Linked DNA regions of Oncorhynchus kisutch: region 2 is linked to region 1. Evidence: chromatin contacts called from public Hi-C data. All regions are on one chromosome and are shown on one strand. Each heading gives the region's core, a stretch centred on a gene start, on an enhancer-like site or on the middle of the called end of the contact. The rest is flanking DNA. Distances are from core to core; before and after follow the strand shown. Region 1 holds the start of LOC109870722. Region 2 holds the start of LOC109870737 (calcitonin gene-related peptide type 1 receptor-like).

Region 1 (7,401 bases), core at 1,626-4,125:
ACATGGTAGCTTTTGCTAAAGCTCAACTAACATATCTTTGTTTACCAGTGTTTTTTCTATGACACATATTAGTCATTCCATTAAATATCCTAGACTTGTAGAGGACATTTTTGTAAAACCATAATTTTTATATGACTCATATTTCCATTAAATATGAAAGATGTGTAATTAAGTCATGTTTTGTGTGATCGTGTAGAATACGTAATGTAACCCAAACACATTTCCATTGTGATAATTGCATTGTTACTGTATCTGTGTTTCATATCATAAACACGTCTCACCCTGCAAGAGAAACAATTTCAGGAAGATGAAGCCATCATTTGAATTAAACCTGTTAGACCACCAAAACATCATTCATTCCCTCAGGGAGGTACATGCTGTAATGTAGCCTGATCTAGTCTCACTGTAGCAGACCTACTGTATGTCTACTGCACATTATTTATGAAAACAGAAGAAAAATCATTACTGAATAGATGTTTAATAGCTATGTTGAACGACTACAGAACCACGAAGGCTCACACATCAACAGCTCATCCTTTTACAAAGCCAAATATGGTACAGCTAGGCAGCTGCTATAGATTCTGACCATGAGTTGTTTTATCTGTACTGGTAAACCCTGCATTTTTTAAACAGTTGATTTAGCTGTGTTAAGGTGACTTAAATAGACACAACACTGATATTAGTCCGTTGAAATACAACTTTTGTGGTTTTAAACCATGAGAGGTGTTGTGGTGTGTATGGTTTTAAACCACTAGAGATGTTGTTGTGGTGTGCATGGTTTTAAACCACTAGAGGTGTTGTTGTGGTGTGTATGTTTTTAAACGACTAGAGGTCCATAGAGTCAAAGGTCTGCTTTGTATTTCATAAACAAATTCCGTAAGATCTTGTTGTTAAAAGCGTTTTTTAATTGTGACCGAAAAAAACATTTATAGTGTGGACACATCCTTTCAATGACCGATGATGACCCCTTGAATACTGTGTGAAATAACTGTCCTGAAGCTCAGTGTCTCTAAAACATGATATCCATTGTCAACACTGCACATAGTCATTATTGTACATCTCTAGTTTAAAGCCTATATATGTTATATGTGTAAGGGATGATGAATATATACAAGGGACACGACAGGACAAAGACATCTGACTGCTACGCCATCTTGGATTTTTTCTTATATGTAAGGGATGAATGCAGACGCTCTGTACATTATCTGGAAATGATGGACGATGTGGTAGGGATGACACGCTGCCTAGTATAAAGCCTATGTGTGTTATTTATTGTGTGTTTCACAGCCGTCATGGGAAGAAGTGGACCAAAGCGCAGCGTTGTGAGCGGACATTTTCCTTTTATTCAAAGTGTCGCCAACAAAAACAAGAAACAACCAAAACAGCTGTGAAGCTTACAAGGGCTATAGTGCCCCTAACAAAAGACAACTTCCCACAACTAACAAAAGGAACAGTCTGCTTATGTATGATTCCCAATCAGAGACAACGATAGACAGCTGTCCCTGATTGAGAACCATACCCGGCCAAAACATAGAAATACAGAATATAGAATGCCCACCCAAATCACACCCTGACCAAACCAAATAGAGACATAAAAGGCTATCTAAGGTCAGGGTGTGACAGTACCCCCCCCCCCCCAAAGGTGCGGACTCCGGCTGCAAAACCTGAACCTATAGGGGAGGGTCCGGGTGGGCATATCGCCGCGGTGGCGGCTTTGGTGCGGGACGTAGACCCCGCTCCACCTCTGGTTCACCCCTCTTTGGTGGTGCCTCTGGTGCGGGGACCCTCGTCACCGACCCCGGACTGGGGACCCTCGCTGTGGGCCCCGGACTGGGGACCCTCGCTGCGGGCCCCGGATTGGGGACCCTCGCTGCGGGCCCCGGACTGGGGACCCTCGTTGGAAGCTCCCGACTGGAGGCCGTCACTGGAGGCTTCGTGCCATGGATCGTCACTGGAGGCTTCGTGCCATGGATCGTCACTGGAGGCTTCTTGCCATGGATCATCACTGGAGGCTTCTTGCTATGGATCATCAATGGAGGCTTCGTGCCATGGATCATTACTGTAGGCTTCGTGCCATGGATCATAACTGGAGGCTTCGTGCCATGGATCATAACTGGAGGCTTCGTGCCATGGATCATCACTGGAGTGAGGATCAGCTGTCCCTGATTGAGAACCATACCCGGCCAAAACATAGAAATACAGAATATAGAATGCCCACCCAAATCACACCCTGACCTAACCAAATAGAGACATAAAAAGGCTCTCTAGGGTCAGGGCGTGACAGTGTGACTCATCCTCTATTAAACATCCCCTCCACTGATATAACAGGAGCTCTTATGACCAAACTCTGTCTCGTCTATCAGCTTCAATCTGCCCCTGCGTGTTCCTCTGAATTCAGTTCCTATGTGTCAGTATTGAATGTCAAGAGGCTGCAGTGTAATTCTGTAGATTAGATCTCTAAGGAATTTAACAACGATTTGACAGGTGAATTGATTTGCCAGGGTTTACTCAGCTAGATGGTCTTTTGCTATTTTCTTATTCCTGACTGGGAAGGAACGAAGGAGTCAAATCCAGAAATGTGATTGAGATTGCATGTGAGTTCACAGGAATAGGGGGGAGGTCCACCACACCATGAGTACAGGAGCCTGTCAACATGGACACAAAATTGCCCTTTCTGTGTCAATTCATGTTATTACAATGCCTACAGGTAGTTTTGAACATCCTACTGTATTCATCTGTTGAACACAAACATGGTGAAGCGTAATAATGAATCTTAGTTTCACTTCACACATGTCCCATGTCTTACTCATAACAAAACGCGCATTTCGATAGGCTGCACTCTTACAGGCCCGCATGTGTTATTGGCTATACTTACATAAAGGAAGTACATTTCTCGCATTTCTGTCAGTAAGCGCTCTGTTTACATCAGCCACATAGCTTGTCAGTACGGAAAGTTGTAACCTATCCACATTTACGTACCAGATCCTGCTCTGTTTAACATCTTGTTGGTAAGTTTACCTTCCTGTTCTGCAGTCTATAAACTGAGATGTGTGAGATATGGCTGCTCCCGCTCTTTTGTTTCACCAGCTGTTGTTCGTCTAGTTTACGGGACTCTATACTTCTCTCATTCCACCTCTCTCACCAAAACGGAAGTGCTTGTACTTTCTCATTCTTCCACAGATACAGCTTATCAACAAAAGTCTATTCCTTTTGTCTTCCGTAGATGTTGTACAGTTTGTAATGAAATGTTCCCTAAAGAAAATATTCACCCATTTTGAATCATATGATGCAACTCGTCACACCGGCTGTATGTCTGCCTGTTTGAACTCAGATACATGTGAAAACATGAAATCATCCTGGGACTCAATAGAGATGTACAAAAACGAACATGAAAACATGAAATCATCCTGGGACTCAATAGAGATGTACAAAAACGAACATGAAAACATGAAATCATCCTGGGACTCAATAGAGATGTACAAAAACGAACATGAAAACATGAAATCATCCTGGGACTCAATAGAGATGTACAAAAACGAACATGAAAACATGAAATCATCCTGGGACTCAATAGAGATGTACAAAAATGAACATGAAAACATGAAATCATCCTGGGACTCAATAGAGATGTACAAAAACGAACATGAAAACATGAAATCATCCTGGGACTCAATAGAGATGTACAAAAACGAACATGAAAACATGAAATCATCCTGGGACTCAATAGAGATGTACAAAAATGAACATGAAAACATGAAATCATCCTGGGACTCAATAGAGATGTACAAAAACGAACATGAAAACATGAAATCATCCTGGGACTCAATAGAGATGTATAAAAACGAACATGAAAACATGAAATCATCCTGGGACTCAATAGAGATGTACAAAATGATATAACATTCAACATGGGTGATTATTTCCTTTAAGTGTATTAAAACAGTAATGATATCAAATATAAATCAAATATACTGTACTGAATAGTGGAAATAAAACTACTTTAGAACAGACTACATTACAACGAGCCCAATGGTTACATCGGACAACCCTTTCAATTTGAATTATGATTATTGATAGTGCACTCAGGTAATATATTCTGTACAGTATTAGGATCACTTCTATCGAACTGTTGACTGTTGTTTTATTGTCACTCATCTTTGATAGCTTTTTCAGATAAGATAATGATATGATTATATAGTTAGTTGAGTAGTTTACAGTATATATCATACCCTTTGTTCCATTCCTTACTGTATGCATCTCTTGTAGACATTTAGACAATGGAATTTCTGATGTCAAAGAAGACGGAACTGTGCCAGTGGTTATCAACAGACCCTGAGTATATCATTGAAAAGTGTGAGGATATTTGATCAGTTGAACAAGGAAAAGCTGTTTCCAGCCAAGCCACTGCTGCGGAGAAGATGTTCCTTCTTTTGGATGAAATCATGAAAAAGGGGGAGGTTGCATGTGAGGCGTTCAATGAGATTCTGCAGAAAGAGAAGGCACATTATCCAGGACTTCAACAGCATTTCAGCAAGAACACACAAGGTGAAGTAGCAGTATTACATTAACTTTGTAGTGATTAAAGACATTGAAGCACTTCACAGCGGTTATTAGAAAACATACATTTAAAATGTTTGTCATGTAGCAGACACTTATCCAGAGTGACTTATGGGAGCAATTAGTGTTCAGTGAATTGCTCAAGGGCACATCGGCACATTTTTCACCTAGTAGGCTCAGTGTATGTGTTTTACTATACAGAATATAAAATGCAATTGTCAGGTTTGTCAGGCCAGTGTTTTTATTACAGACTGCAAGGTCATGGCATACAAAAGGTTGTCATCTAACAAGGCAATGACACATTTGTTTTGAAGTGTCATCCAGCCCAACGGTTTACGCGGATTGCAACAGCACTGTTGATTCCCGAATAGTTACCAGCAACCGAATTAAAAAGGACTTGATCATACATAAAACCATCCAAGCAGGAGGGGTGAATCCATCTGGTGAGTGCTACTATGAATAAGCTAACATGGTCATTCTAATAAAGTTGTGTTGCTTACTAACAGACAGCCCCATAAGAAGAGCCTAAGACAATTGTATAGTTACTTGGACACAAAATGTATCTTTCAGGAGTGAACCTCAGCCAACCACCCTCAAATGCAAATGTGGTTGCACTCAACAACAGTCATATCTCTGCTGACATGATAATGGACTGTGACATCGATGGCAGCCTCAATTTGTCTTCGACACAGGCCCCACCTCCAGCCCCAGTCCATCAAGCCTCACAGTGTCCAGGTAAACTATTTAGGCAAGTTTTGTCTTCACAGGTCTCAACCTGAGCTGTAGCTGTGTTAGAGAGCAGGGGCCTCATAACTGTTGTGTAAATTTTACACTAAATATCTGCATGCACCATTTCTGAAAAGAAAACAAATATTGAGATTTATAAACTGGGCGCATGTCATACATACACATATTTCTTGTTATCCATCACAGCTGTCGTAAACTGTGTGCGGGAACAAGCATTATAACTTTGCCTGAAAAAGGTCCATCCCTCACACAAAACAACCTGTGAACACATTATTAAGTCAAGAAAGAAAGAATAATCCTACTGAAACTGGATCAAATGAAGTCATGAATGTGTCTCCATATTGCACTGACAAAGAGCTTAGTCTTACCCGTAAACCAATCTGTTGCCATTGTGCTTCAAAAGGTGAACTTATTTGCAATCATTTACTTTTGTATGGCTAAAGTTTTGACAGTGCTTCTCTGCTATTGGCTATAAGTCCTTCCTGAACTAAAAATAACATCTATTACGAAAGTAAAAGTGTTAGAATCGACAACCTCAAAGTTTGACGTTTATTCCACATCCTGTACTGAGACATGGCTAATCGTATAGTAAGCTATTTTCCTCTTCTGTGTGCTAGTAGTAAGTTATTTTCCTCTTGTGCGACTGTAACTAAGAGGAAGTCAAAGAGAGAATTCACCCAAATCACAAAATTACACCTTGGTTTCCTTACTCTGTAAACAGTTTAAAGACAGTAATCCATGCTTTGGTTTTGTGTGCCTGGCCAAATTCTCTTTATCATTTGTGTGTCAAAACTAATGCAAATCAACATCCTCAATATGAGCATTTTACACGCTTCATGTCCAAGTCATTTTGTTTATTGAACCTTTATTTAACTAGACAAGTCAGATAAGAACATATTCTTATTTACATTGATGGACTAGGAACAGTGGGTTAACTACTTTAAGAACGACAGATCTTTACCTTTACCTTGATTTGATGTAGCAACCTTTCAGTTACTGGCCCAACCCTCTAACACCTAGGCTACGTGCCGCCCCAGCAGGTAGACTAGTAACCGACAGGTAGCCTAGTAACATTGCTTGAGCGACAGTAACCAAACATTTTAGACACTTGCTGATGATTTGGACACAAAACGCAAAAATATTGTAATATTGGGGATATTGACTTGCATTGTTTTTGGGACACATGCTAAAAAGAGACTATGGCTCAGTACACAAAACCAAAACCTGTTTTTTTTAGTTCTCCGTAATGGAATTTATAGTTACAAATAAGGTGAAAATCATTGACTGGCTTCGAGTAGATCCATTCTTCAATCTTCAACATCTGCATTGTAAAGCATTATCAAAGACAGGGAGTATCAAAGCCTTATGAGTCTCCCAGAGCCGGAGAATAAAGTCATCAAACTGCGGGATAAGATCATTGGCAAATAGGAAAAAAACGAATCTCAATTTCCTTGATACTCTCAAAGAAAGTCATGTGCATGAAATCTATCTACAACTTCAGCAGTCGATGACCACCTTAGACTTACCAGGTACTGTGATCTTACATATTTCTTGACATGGAAAGTGTCTCTGTACTCAGAGCTTTACATGGAAAGTGGAAATGGGTGTGATGTAAAAGGCATATTTAAAAATCCTCCTGATCTTCAGGACTGATCTTCTATTGTTATCTCCAGCTCAACAGGATAACCTCCCTCAGCATTGGGATACCAGGCCAGCCACCACTTCTGTCCGGCTCTACCCTATCCAGTCAGGAAGCCCAGAGTATGATGAAGTCCTGAGCCTGTTCCGGGCTACTTGTCCAGACAAAACAATTATTAAGGTACCTCTTTTTCTAAAGATACTTTCTGTGTAGTTATAACTGTAACTGTGCAGCTGTATGTAAATCAGGTTATTGAATGTCTTGCCAATTACTGTAATGTGTTTTCTTCTCCTTCCCTTAGATTGAAAGGGTCCAGAACACAAACCTGTGGAATAGCTTCCAGATCAAGAAACAAGAAATGGAGGACAGAAATGATGGTATGATCAATGAGAGACATCTTTTCCATGCAACCAGCAACACAACCATAGAACACATCAACAATAACGGGTTCAATCGGA
Region 2 (7,401 bases), core at 1,948-4,447, 150 kb after region 1:
GGGGAGACAAGCAGGGGCCTCCAGCATGATAAAAGCGTCACAATGCATTTGTGTTTGTGCGCCCCGACTTCGAAACAGGAGAGATGGCTGAGTAGCATACCCTCCTCCCCCTTGTAACTATTCCCCAGGTTGTTGCTGTAAATGAGAACGTGTTCTCAGTCAACTTACCTGGTAAAATAAGTGTTAAATTAAATAAAAAGGCATAACCTATCTGCTCCCTGGGGAGAGGGAGATAACCTGGATACACCTTCTTGGTGAGAGCAGGCTGTCTTAGACTGTGTGGCAGCTGTCGGCTAAGATAATGTTCAGATATCGGAAAAGTAAGGGGAGAGTCGTGTTGAGATTTCGCTCTCAATTCGTTGAGAGATCCACTTTGCAGACCAAACTTTGAACAATAACAGATTTGAAGGTAGCTCTTGGTATAATCCATCATATTTGTCTTGGAAGAAGGGTATTTTGTTTTGTTTATTCCCCCCATGTTATGGATGCTTTGCACACTTTTTCATAATGGTGTGAGCAGTGTGTTCATATTCACATGTATGGTATTAGGTATTTTATTAGGATCTCCATTAGCTGTTGCGAAAGCAGCAGCTACTCTTCCTGGGTTCCACACAAAACATGAAACATGACATAATACAGAACATTAATAGACAAGAACAGCTATCAACATGTAATGTGAATCTCTAGGTAAAACGATAAAGACTGAGTTTTACTGATCAAAAACACTGTCCATTCTGTAGATAGACCAGAGTGAGAAACAGACACATTTTCCATCGTCAACAGTTCTCCTTGTTGACTCTTCTGGACGCCTCATCCTAGGCATACTCTGTGCCGTGTAGATGACTGAGCTTCTCGAGGCAATATCACCATGTCTTGGAGGTACCTTTAACATGTAATATCCCATTTGGAGTCAGCCTTCAATACCCACTCCACAGGACTGCTCGGGGGAGGAATCCAAATCCAATGTTTTACAGTTCAACACAAAGACTCCCTACACAAAAATGTACTTGGGTTCCTTTCACTATATGAGCTAATATATTTACTGTGAACACTTGGCCGTTGAGCATTTTGAGTGAAAATCCTTGTAGACTTATTAGACACGCCTGCTTCTCATGGGGTATTCAGTCAGTCCGGAAAACACTCTGTGGCTGTCCTATATCTTCAGGCCACACAGTGAAGCGGCATCTTTTCCTCAGCTTTCAAATGGAACACATACAAATCATGAAAGATTTCATAAATGTTGAGCGAAGCAATAATATTTTTGTTTCATGTCATATTTTTTTCATGGCGGTGGGTTATTGTGGATGTTTAATAAGTAATTTTACTTGAGAATGTGAGACAAAAGGGTGCAATCTATGGACGGGTTAAAGAGGCAGAGGACAAATATGGTGTCAGCCAAATGCATCTGGAAAGATTTTAAAATGTCTCAACAGGCCTGATGAACTTGAATGTTCTACAGTTCTGAGTTTGTTCATGTGTACTCTATCCTCTCCTTGATGGAGAAATATCTCTGCCTTCCTCATCGTATCATAAGCGAGATCTGCCAAATGTGAGCATCCTCATCATATTCATCACGTTCTTCCCTCTAGCTGCCCCAAAACATTTCATCATGTCCAATCTGTGGCTTACATAACCATGCAGATGATTCAACAATAACTTGAGATTGCACTGGTGCCAAACACCAGTGTTGGGGTATACCACATGACTGAGGAGAGCGGGCACATTTACACTACAATGCTGTCAGTAGCAATCAGGTCATCTGGATGTGCCACGCAATGTAAAAAGGCACAGTGCTTATTCTTTCATGTTTTTTTTATCAATGTTTTTATTAATATAGTTATGCTTTCAAATGTATCGGTTTCTGTGGGAAACAAAATACATTTCCCTTGCATCTGAAGACAGTTCATGATATTACAAGATACAATAATTATCATTCTTTAGACTCTCCAGTCAACTCATTATCAAACAGCAATATGACATATAAACTTGTAGAATGCCCAGGAAATCCTTTTCGTTTTGCATTAACATGGTTATCATGCTAATTTATGATTTATAGGTTACCTACCCACCACATTGTGCCCTAAAAGGTAAATGTGGGTAGCCTAACACTTAGGTTCCACTGAGCCTAAAGTTTGGAAAGGTTATATAAGGTTGTAAAAACGCATCTTGAATGGGGTCTGAGAGTTAATACAATTGTATTATTGCAGGTGTTGTCTTCCCTATAAACATGTTATGTAGCATGTTGGAGAGCAAACATACTTATAGGCTACCTTGCATTTGTTTAATATTCCAATCATTTCAAACCCTTTCAAATGAAAACCCTTGTCATAGATCAAACAAATCTGTCAAAAAACGAACCTAAATTAAGGATGAAGTATTAATAGGCTATTATCAATGATTGTATGTTGATGACGGGAGTCATTATACACTATTTGTAAACATGTACAAACCATGTACTATATATATATATATATATATATATATATATATATATATATACATGGTTAAATAGTACATTGTTTGTACATGTGTACAAATAGTGTATGATGTGTTAACAACGAGGCTATATATATATATAGCTCTCCTATATATATATATATATATATATATATAATTTCCCTATGGAATTATGCAAAATTGTGCAAATGACTAACCTATCTGCGGTGCGCAATTGTTTTTGGAAGACTACAAGAAATAGGCTATTGTTATCCCTGTCGACAGTGGACTGAAATCTATCCAGGTAGCTTTAAAAAGCACGTTTTAGGTCTAAATTTAACAGACAGAAATGCAGCAGACTCTTTTCGATTATCATGGGCTTGAATTGGATATGTATAGGCTATTGATTTTAGAAAAGGAAAAGCAAATTACTTATGCATCGATACTGGAATCGATGCATAAGTGGACAAATAAAATAGTAATCCTAAACCAGATATGTAAATATTCCCATTATTAATACACTATTCGAATGGTTCTTACCTGATGCGATTAGTTCACAATCCAATGCTACCGCGATTTAGAAAGTAACATTAACCGACCAAACACTCCAGCGACAGCTTTTTTTCCCGACAAATGCAACCTCCGCAGCAATGGTAGTGAACCAAACCTAAAGGGTTTCAACACTCAATGAATAAAGTGTCGGACTGGAGCCGCTGTCAGATTGTGGGAGGCATTCGCATTAGTCTACTTCCTGTTACATCACGAATTAGCCTACAGCTCTTCAGGAGAACCCACCACGCAGATGATATAGACCAGGGATGGGACACTTTGACAGGGGTGGGGCACACAAAACCTCTGAAATCATCATGGGGGGGCGCAGTGGCTCACGCATCTGTATACGCACATCCTTACCCACACATGTAGTCAGAACCGGACCAAGTCTTTCACGAAATGTTGTTAACCCCACCTTGCAAGAAAAGCATTTTAGCCCCCCCCCCCCCCCCCCCCCCCCCTCTTGACAGGAGTTATAAAAGAAAATGTTGAGTTAATGCCCTGCAATTCTACACGTTTTTCCATAGTGTGGAGAGAAATGTTTGCAGTTTTTAATATGATATCTGAGTGAGAGTGACTAACAAAATCAATGGGGGGGCCGGGCCAGGTCGGTAATTCGACCATGTAAACTACACGTTTAGATAGCTGGCCACTAGACTAATTTACCAATCTAAAACATGTTAGCTGATATGGGCTAATTGAGTGACTGTCAGTGACTGACATAACAGAAAACTGCTGATGGACAAATTTCAAATTGTACCTTGTGTATTTGTCACAGATCCCTCTGGAACTTTCATTGCACACACGTGTCCCCTATTCCACCTGATTGTATTTGTATGTATGTGCCCTTCGTTCACCATGGTGGGGTCCATCATTGTTTCACTGTCCGTTGGTCGTGTAAGTACCTGTGCTGTGTGTTTTGTGGATTGCGCAGATGATTATGGGTCTCCTCCCGTGTGGTAATCATTGTGCACGTGTGTTATTTATTCAAGGTACCCCTCGCGCTTTTATTTGGGTTTCTGTCTGTAGAGTTTGATCCAATGCATTGGCTGTAAACAATCGTTATGGTTCTAAATGACAGGAACATTCCTGCAATTCGATGTCTTCTCATATGGAAGAAGCTCGTTCTGTCTACGCTTAACAAACCTGTGAGTGTTCATCTCATTATTAGACTTGGTTTAGTTATCATAAGTAGGTAAACTGACTGACATACAGGCAACTATCTTTTACTTTAGTCTATTTGGTCAATATATTCTTAACTCTTTCTTGAACTGCACTGTTGGTTAAAGGCTTGTAAGTAAGCATTTCACGGTAAGGTCTACACTTGTATTCGAAACATGTGACAAATAAAGTTTGATTTGAATTGTCCAAATAATTTAAACACTTGAGTAAATGAGGGATACAAAGTATGGTGAAAGCGGGTGCTTCCACACGTGTGGTTTCTGAGTTAATTAAGCAATTAACATCCATCATGCTTAGGGTCATGTGTAAAAAATACTGGGCAGGCCATACTTTTGGCTACCATGAATATGCCCCCATAGTATGACAATGCCCCCATCCACAGAGCATGAGTTTTCACTGAATGGCTTGATGAGCATGAAAAAGATGTAAACCATATGTCATGGCCCGTCTCAGTCACCAAATCTCAACCCAATTGAACACCAATGGGAGATCCTGGAGCAGCACCAGCGATTTCCACCAAACGGTATTTCTCGTGGAAGAATAGTGTCACATCTCGAGAACTGTTTTGGACATGGTCTCATTTATAATCTATAGAGGTCATTACATTATAAAAAAAATATGAATGTAGACTATGATTGCAGAGAAATTCCCAACAAACGAATAGGTCATTTGTCAATTTGCAGTCATATATCTTTCAAGTGAAGGCCATTATGGAAACGTTAGAACTATCATGATAATACAACACTGCCCCCCTGTGTCTCAGTGATGCACTGATCAGTGGAGTCAATTCCAATAGCCTGCTGTACTTCAATGTGAAAGGGGACTTGGAACAGAATTAACATCTGCACAAAATTGCAATGTTGACGACTATGCCAAATTAAATGTAGTCTCAAATGGGTTGCTGATATGTTGTTTTCACCTGGGTAAAAAAAACATTCTCAATTCAACGGCTCAGACACAAGAGGCATGTGGCAGGGTCTACAGTCAATCACGGACTACAGGAAGAAATCCAGCCCAGTCACGGACCAGGATGTCTTGCTCCCAGGCAGACTAAATCACTTTTTTGCCCGCTTTGAGGACAATACAGTGCCACTGACACGGCCTGCAACGAAAGCATGCGGTCTCTCCTTCACTGCAGCCGAGGTGAGAAAGACATTTAAACGTGTTAACCCTCGCAAGGCTGCAGGCCCAGACGGCATCCCCAGCCGCGCCCTCAGAGCATGCGCAGACCAGCTGGCCGGTGTGTTTACGGACATATTCAATCAATCCCTATACCAGTCTGCTGTTCCCACATGCTTCAAGAGGGCCACCACTGTTCCTGTTCCCAAGAAAGCTAAGGTAACTGAGCTAAACGACTACCACCCCGTAGCACTCACATCCGTCATCATGAAGTGCTTTGAGAGACTAGTCAAGGACCATATCACCTCCACCCTACCTGACACCCTAGACCCACTCCAATTTGCTTACCGCCCAAATAGGTCCACAGACGATGCAATCTCAACCACACTGCACACTGCCCTAACCCATCTGGACAAGAGGAATACCTATGTGAGAATGCTGTTCATCGACTACAGCTCGGCATTCAACACCATAGTTCCCTCCAAGCTCGTCATCAAGCTCGAGACCCTGGGTCTCGACCCCGCCCTGTGCAACTGGGTACTGGACTTCCTGACGGGCTGCCCCCAGGTGGTGAGGGTAGGCAACAACATCTCCTCCCCGCTGATCCTCAACACTGGGGCCCCACAAGGGTGCGTTCTGAGCCCTCTCCTGTACTCCCTGTTCACCCACGACTGCGTGGCCACGCACGCCTCCAACTCAATCATCAAGTTTGCGGACGACACAACAGTGGTAGGCTTGATTACCAACAACGACGAGACGGCCTACAGGGAGGAGGTGAGGGCCCTCGGAGTGTGGTGTCAGGAAAATAACCTCACACTCAACGTCAACAAAACTAAGGAGATGATTGTGGACTTCAGGAAACAGCAGAGGGAACACCCCCCTATCCACATTGATGGAACAGTAGTGGAGAGGGTAGCAAGTTTTAAGTTCCTCGGCATACACATCACAGACAAACTGAATTGGTCCACTCACACAGACAGCATCGTGAAGAAGGCGCAGCAGCGCCTCTTCAACCTCAGGAGGCTGAAGAAATTCGGCTTGTCACCAAAAGCACTCACAAACTTCTACAGATGCACAATCGAGAGCACCCTGGCGGGCTGTATCACCGCCTGGTATGGCAACTGCACCGCCCTCAACCGTAAGGCTCTCCAGAGGGTAGTGAGGTCTGCACAACGCATCACCGGGGGCAAACTACCTGCCCTCCAGGACACCTACACCACCCGATGCTACAGGAAGGCCATAAAGATCATCAAGGACATCAACCACCCGAGCCACTGCCTGTTCACCCCGCTGTCATCCAGAAGGCGAGGTCAGTACAGGTGCATCAAAGCTGGGACCGAGAGACTGAAAAACAGCTTCTATCTCAAGGCCATCAGACTGTTAAACAGCCACCACTAACATTGAGTGGCTGCTGCCAACACACTGTCAATGACACTTGACTCAATTCCAGCCACTTGAATAATGGGAATTGATGGGGAATTATGTAAATATATCACTAGCCACTTTAAACAATGCTACCTTATATAATGTTACTTACCCTACATTATTCATCTCATATGCATACGTATATACTGTACTCTATATCATCGACTGCATCCTTATGTAATACATGTATCACTAGCCACATTAACTATGCAACTTTGTTTACATACTCATCTCATATGTTATACTGTACTCGATATCATCTACTGTATCTTGCCTATGCTGCTCTGTACCATCACTCATTCATTATATCCTTATGTACATATTCTTTATCCCCTTACACTGTGTATAAGACAGTAGTTTTTTGGAATTGTTAGTTAGATTACTTGTTCGTTATTACTGCATTGTCGGAACTAGAAGCACAAGCATTTCGCTACACTCGCATTAACATCTGCTAACCATGTGTATGTGACAAATAAATTTGATTTGAAAAATACCATGGAAAAAGACATTATTCACATGAAGGGGTAAAATATACAGATAATGTACAGTACTTGATATAGCTAATGTACAGTAATTTATATAGCTAATGTACAGTAATTTATATAGCTAATGTACAGCCATTTATATAGATAATGTACAGTAATTGATATAGCTAATGTACAGTCATTTATATAGCTAATGTACAGT

Evidence for each region. Hi-C and Micro-C count contacts between places; a contact is called where the count stands out from the background.
Region 2: a Hi-C map of liver shows a contact between it and region 1, with 7 times the contacts expected there. The contact joins the promoter of LOC109870737 here to the promoter of LOC109870722 in region 1. A contact is called at or near these places in 2 of 2 Hi-C or Micro-C datasets (liver and muscle).

Annotation. Positions count from the first base shown.
Region 1 is chrLG2:69,643,341-69,650,741 of Okis_V2, forward strand. LOC109870722 reads left to right here and starts at 2,876. Exons shown (of 7, transcript XR_004204721.1): 1 at 2,876-3,008; 2 at 4,267-4,545; 3 at 4,872-5,000; 4 at 5,128-6,833; 5 at 6,978-7,123; 6 at 7,245-7,401. LOC109870710 (protein mono-ADP-ribosyltransferase PARP15) reads left to right here. Exons shown (of 5, transcript XM_020461334.2): 5 at 1-172. It overlaps LOC109870729 (a long non-coding RNA gene), which reads right to left and starts at 5,798. Exons shown (of 2, transcript XR_002252211.2): 1 at 5,673-5,798; 2 at 4,776-5,412.
Region 2 is chrLG2:69,789,101-69,796,501 of Okis_V2, forward strand. LOC109870737 (calcitonin gene-related peptide type 1 receptor-like) reads right to left here and starts at 3,198. Exons shown (of 13, transcript XM_031800877.1): 1 at 2,977-3,198.